Regions from separate parts of the Sus scrofa genome. Here region 1 is linked to region 2. A link is a contact called in public HiChIP or PLAC-seq data. All regions are on one chromosome and are shown on one strand. The core of a region is the stretch at or near the end of the contact, and the rest is flanking DNA. Distances in the headings are between cores, read along the strand shown. Region 1 overlaps BMS1 (ribosome biogenesis protein BMS1 homolog). Region 2 overlaps ZNF37A (zinc finger protein 37A).

What was found. HiChIP or PLAC-seq counts read pairs in DNA pulled down with a chosen protein or histone mark.
Region 1: an H3K27ac HiChIP or PLAC-seq map of alveolar macrophages shows a contact between it and region 2. The contact joins two enhancer-like sites. A contact is called at or near these places in 1 of 47 Hi-C or Micro-C datasets (embryonic fibroblasts) and 1 of 2 datasets of contacts at active chromatin or transcription factors (alveolar macrophages).

What each region holds. Positions count from the first base shown.
Region 1 is chr14:61,086,251-61,088,957 of Sscrofa11.1, forward strand. It overlaps BMS1 (ribosome biogenesis protein BMS1 homolog), which reads left to right. Exons shown (of 24, transcript XM_005670994.3): 2 at 1,387-1,462. Among named protein-coding and RNA genes, the nearest start is that of BMS1, 32 kb to the left of the region's middle. Within about 2 kb of position 1,286, at least 70 of the 83 cell types and tissues checked have an H3K27ac peak or open chromatin away from gene starts, as enhancers often do. A contact at or near this core is called in alveolar macrophages, where this site is marked.
Region 2 is chr14:60,847,129-60,850,150 of Sscrofa11.1, forward strand. The region is part of intron 2 of ZNF37A (zinc finger protein 37A); the gene reads right to left. Among named protein-coding and RNA genes, the nearest start is that of ZNF37A, 13 kb to the right of the region's middle. Within about 2 kb of position 1,398, at least 2 of the 83 cell types and tissues checked have an H3K27ac peak or open chromatin away from gene starts, as enhancers often do. A contact at or near this core is called in alveolar macrophages, where this site is marked.

The DNA.
Region 1 (2,707 bases), core at 36-2,535, 240 kb after region 2:
TCAAAGGAAGAAGGTGGTATGATTCAGATTGGAGGGGTGGGTAGGGTTAAAAAGTCTTTTTTTTTTTTTTTTTTAAATGGCACACCTGCAACATATGGAAGTTCCCAGGCTAGGGGTCCAATCAGAGCTGTAGCTGCAAGCTACACCACAGCCAGGGCAATGCCAGATCTGAGCACCATCTGCAACCTTAATCCACTGAGCCACAAGGGGAACTCCAGGGTTATGAAGTCTTAATTTCAACCATTAAGAGGGAGTAACCTGTAAAGAAAGCAGGTGGTGGTTAGAGTGAGATGTTTCTGGAGTTCCACTCCATGGACTGGATAAAGTCAAGGATATGATCACAGAGAATGTGAGAGTCTGAAATAAGGCAGAGGATAAGAGTGGAATTCATGGAGCCAAGAGGTTTGGATTATGTACCTGAATAGTGAAATCTCCAGGAAGTGAGAGGAATAGTGCTGGAGGGTGGCACAAAATTCAAGCTCTTCACAGATGAGGGAAGTGTGTGTCCTGTACAGCAGCCTCCCAAGCACGGCCCAGAGCGTAGAGTGTACACAAAGGGAATACCTGTGGGATGCTGAGAAAAATACAAGTCTGCTGTGAAAAGGCATGAAGTACGGGTGACCCTAGTTTTGTGAGGTAGACGAACTGATCCTCGGGTATGATCATGGTGGGATACTGAAAAGAAAACCTCCAAGAGGGAGATTCAATTTCTTAAAATGTACCTAGCTGTCTAGGTAGTAGGGCACCCCAGCTCCCCTGAGAGGTAGGAATGGGCAGAGCCCTGGGAAGGCAAAGTTGTGCTCCAAGAAAACTGCGAGAAGTGCATCCCCCAGCGAAATCTCTTTTTCCAGTAACAGAGAAAGGCCAAAGCATTTCATACTGGGTCAGGGTCTATCCCTGCCCTCAGAGTCTGTTTGTCCCAGCAAGAGAGTCCTAGCACTAAAGACGTCCGAGAAATCTCCAGCTTTGTCATCTCTAAGGATGAGCAGGCTGACCAACCTGTGCGACCCACAACCGAGTGCTCTTCTATTAGGCCAGTCGGACGTGGCGCCTGGGGCTTTCAGTAGACAGGCGCAGTGACCTCAGGGTGACCAGAATATTATTTCTGGCTTTTGTACCAAACCAAAGAACGAGAGCCGGACCGCACCGTCAGCACCACCTCCAAGTGAACTCGGCTTGTGAGGAGCTAGGGACTCCGAGACCCAGCGCCGCAGCGCCCCGCGGCAGCGAGGAGAGAGACGCGGGACTCCTGGGGGGAGAGCTGCGTGGAGGCGTTTCCTGCGTTGCCCTCAGCCAATCACGAGCCTCCTTTTCGGCTTTCCTCTGAAAAATCGTCCCTCCGCTGTTCTCTTTCTTTTTGCCTCCTTGTTTCCCGTCGGCGTGTAGAGTCGCCTGGTAGGGTGCATTTCCGTTTCCGGTGCTGTCCATGCGGGCGTGAGGAACAGGAGCAGTTGTGAGCCAGGTAACGGCCGCGGCTGGGGTGGGGCGGCGAAGGGGTCCTGGGGGCTGGGGTTCCGGGGGCGTTGCGAGTTCCCCGCGTGGTAAGGTCCTCTCTCGGCTCTCCTGGAAAGTCTCTGCTCCCGAGGAGCGCCTCATGCCCCAGACACACATATTTCGTACCTGTCAGAGAAGTAGTGGATGAATTCCGGGACCGGGAGGGGAGGTGGCAGGGAGAGGTGAGAGGTCGTTTCTTGGCGGGGTAGTCTTAGCAGGTGTCACACTGAGCAGATAGGCTGACTCCAAGTTGTACTTTCCTCACCAACTCCTCCGAAAAATAGGAGAAAAATATCAGTACAATTTCAGGACCAAAATAGAGTAGAGAAGAAAAAATAATGTCTCATACTGCTATTAATCATACAACTCTTTAGTCAAAGCGTTCCTAGAACCCAGCTCTCCTAACTCCAGGCTAGTGTTTTTTGACATTATGCTGGTATATGTGAACTTTCTACTTCCGCTAGTGTGCGTCCCTGGGAAATCTGTGACTGACCTCCAATAGTTGTGAGCCTTTTGATTTGGCCCTTTACAGCTTGGCACAGAAGACATTAGTTTGGATTTGCTCCACTAGTTCAGATCATAGCGGTAGCCTTCTCTAGTGCACAGTGTCTGCATTATAGGCAGATACAAATATTTATTTATTTGTTTAATGACCGCACCCTCGACATATGGAAGTTTCCGGGACAGGGGTTGAATCTGAGCTGCAGTTGCGGCAGTGTTGGATCCTACTGTGCCACAGCCGGAACTCCAGATACAAATATTTATTGAATTGAAATTAATTCATTACCTTAAACGAATGAAGTGGCCCCACCCCCCTTTTTAAAGCAAGTGCTTAGATTGTATGCTACCTGATTTACTAAAAAACTCTCTAATCTGCTTGTTCCCAGTTTACGCGTCATGAGTTCTGGGACTCTCAGAAATCATTGTACAGGTTTCTGCAAATCCATGTAGTATCCAGGCATCACCCAGAGTCAGTCATGTCTCACACATGTAGCTATCATTGTTTTTTAAATGTATATAGTTGATTACTATAACTTACAATTTTTACATATTCAACAATTCAGTATTTATACATATTATAAATAGCGTAAATTTGGAAGCCACTTCATTAGTCCAACTGATATTTAGGGTGGAGTTAGTAACCACTAGTCATGGCAATTTATGTTTAGAATTGAAATAATTAAAATTAAGTAAATTAGAAATTAAAATTTTC
Region 2 (3,022 bases), core at 148-2,647:
TGCCAGCCTACACCAGAGCCACAGCAATGCCAGATCTGAGCCACATCTGCAACCTACACCACAGCTCACAGCAACACTGGGTCAATTAACCCACTGAGCAAAGCCAGGGATCAAGCCCGCAACTTCATGGTTCCTAGTGGGATTTGTTTCCACTGCACCATGAAGGGAACTCCAGATTTGTTTTTTATATTGCTTGCTTTGCAACTTCATTTTTTCGGTTTTGATTTTTTTTTTATTTGCTGACTTTCATTCTTTTTTTTTTTTTTAATTTATTTTTTTCCCACTGTACAGCAGGGGGATCAAGTTATCCTTACATGTATACATTTTTCCCCCACCCTTTGTTCTGTTGCAATATGAGTATCTAGACATAGTTCTCAATTCTGCTCAGCAGGATCTCCTTGTAAATCTATTCTAAGTTGTGTCTGATAAGCCCAAGCTCCCGATCCCTTCCCACTCCCTCCCTCTCCCATCAGGCAGCCACAAGTCTATTTTCCAAGTCCATAATTTTCTTTTCTGTGGAGATGTTCATTTGTGCTGGATATTATATTCCAGTTATAAGTGATATCATATGGTATTTGTCTTTGTCTTTCTTCCATATAGGAAGAGAAGAGATAAAACTCACTGTACGCAGACGACATGGTACTATACATAGAAAACCCTAAGGACTCAACCCCAAAACTACCTGAACTGATTAATAAATTCAGCAAAGTAGCAGGCTATAAGATTAACATTCAGAAGTCAGTGGCATTTCTGTATACCAGCAATGAAATATTAGAAAAGGAATACAAAAATACAATACCTTTTAAAATTGCTTTGCAACTTTGTAACACCCTAATTTTGTATATGAATATCCTAGTTACTTGAGAATGTCTTCAAGTACATTACAGGACTTTGTAAATAAGTAAGACTGTATTTAGTTTAGTGGGCAAACTATACACTTGACAAGGGAAGGAGATCAAGATAGCAGACTGCATGGAACTCACCCCCCCCCACAAATACATTAAAAATACAGCTATTTGTAGAACAATTTTCACTTAAAACTAACTTAAGACTGGCTGAAAGAAGTCTATACAACCAAGGATGTAAGAAAGACCCAACAGAATCAGGTAGGAAGTTATGAGAAGTGATCAGGTTGGGACCTGTGCCCCTGAGAGAGGACCCAGAAGAAAAGGAAGATTACACAGGCAGAGACCCTCCCTGGGGAGCAGGTGGTCGGGTGAAATATTCAATGTCCCAGCCCTGGGGTCAAAACACAGGGAAGACAAGTCCCTTGGCTGGTTTGAAGGCTAGGAAGATTAACAGGAAGGTTATAGGAAGCCTGAATTTCACCACTGAAGAGCACGCACATGCTTGCTTGCACAATCAAGGCAGAGCAGAGAGATTGTAAACTGCACAAATGGCTGACTTGTTTCCTGTGACTACACTAGCAGCCGTCCAAGTCTAATCCCAGAGAAGCCTCAAGCCCCACTTGTGTCACAATGCAGTTACATACTGTCCAGCTATGTAAAACAGGGGGGGTTCAATTCCGACACGGCATCTGAGCAGAGCAAAGGCAGCCACTATAGCACTTACGTAGTAAGCAGGCCCTATGTGCCCTGAACTATAGCTCCACACCAGAGCAAGGGAAGCAGAGTCTGAGGGGAAAGCCCAGCTGTGAGGGAAAAAGGAGGCTCAGACTTGAGGCAGCACCTGAGCAAAGTGGGAGCAGGCACTGAGAGCACTTACACAGGTACCACATCAGAAGCAGTCCAGATCTCTGCCCCAGCAGGACCACCTTGCCCAAGCCGAGTGTCCGACCTTGCTCTAGAATGCTCCCCTCTGGAGTAAAGATGTCAGTGCAGGGAAGGGTGAGAGCACATACTTAAAGTGAATGGGGCCAGCTTGGACCTGACCCTCAAGGTTTTTAGTCTAGCAACACCAGACTCACTCCCATCCCTAAGAGGGCAGAGACAGCCACTGAACAGAGGGGAAGCCTGAGCTTATACCAGAATCCAGCCCTAGTCGTTCTGTCTCCAGTAACACCTACTACTGATAGTAGTAGCCGCCAAGCCACCCTGAGGAAAGACAGGACTTGTGTTCAGATTAAATCTAGCTCTCCCACTAAAGCCAATGGGAACATACAGACTATATAGGGAAGTTCCCACATTAAGAACTCCCCTTCAGAATTCCAACCGGTAACTGTCACCTATTTCATAGAGACAAAGAAGTTTAAGCAAAATGAGAAGAGAGAATTTGTCTCAATTGAAAGAGAAAGAGGAAACCCCTGAAAAAAAAAACTAATGAAACAGATAAAAGCAATTTGCTAAAGACTATGAAGCATTAGTAATAAGAATAATAAAATGGCAATAAGTACATAACTCTCAATAATTACTTGAAAAGTCAGTGGCCTAAATGCTGCAATGAAAAGACATGTTGTGACTGATTAAATTAAAAAACAAGACCAAGAAAAATACTGCTTACAAGAAACTCACTTCAGAACTAAAGACATACAGACTGAAAGTGAGGGTATGGAACAGTCATGCAAACAGAAACAACAGGAAATCAGTGGTAGCAATACTCATATCACACAAAATAGATTTAGAACAAAATCTTTTAAAAAGACAAAGGGCATTATATAATGATAAAGGGATCAATACAAGAAGAGAATAATTACACGTGTTAATATATATGCACCCAATATGGGAGTACCTAAATACATAAAGCAAATATTAACAGATAGAAAGGATAAATTGACAGTAACACAATAGTAAGAGACTTTAACACTCCACTTACATCAATGGACAGTTGACACAGACAGAAAATCAATAAGGAAATACTGGCCTTAAATGACACATTAGACCAAATAGACCTCATAGATGTATAAAGAACATTCCATGCAAAAGCAGCAGAATACACATTCTTTTCAGGTATACATTGAACATTCTCCAGGATAGATCACATCCTAGGACACACACACACACAAAAGCCTTGGTAAACTTAAGAAAACTGAAATCATATCAAGTATCTTTTCTGACCACAATTC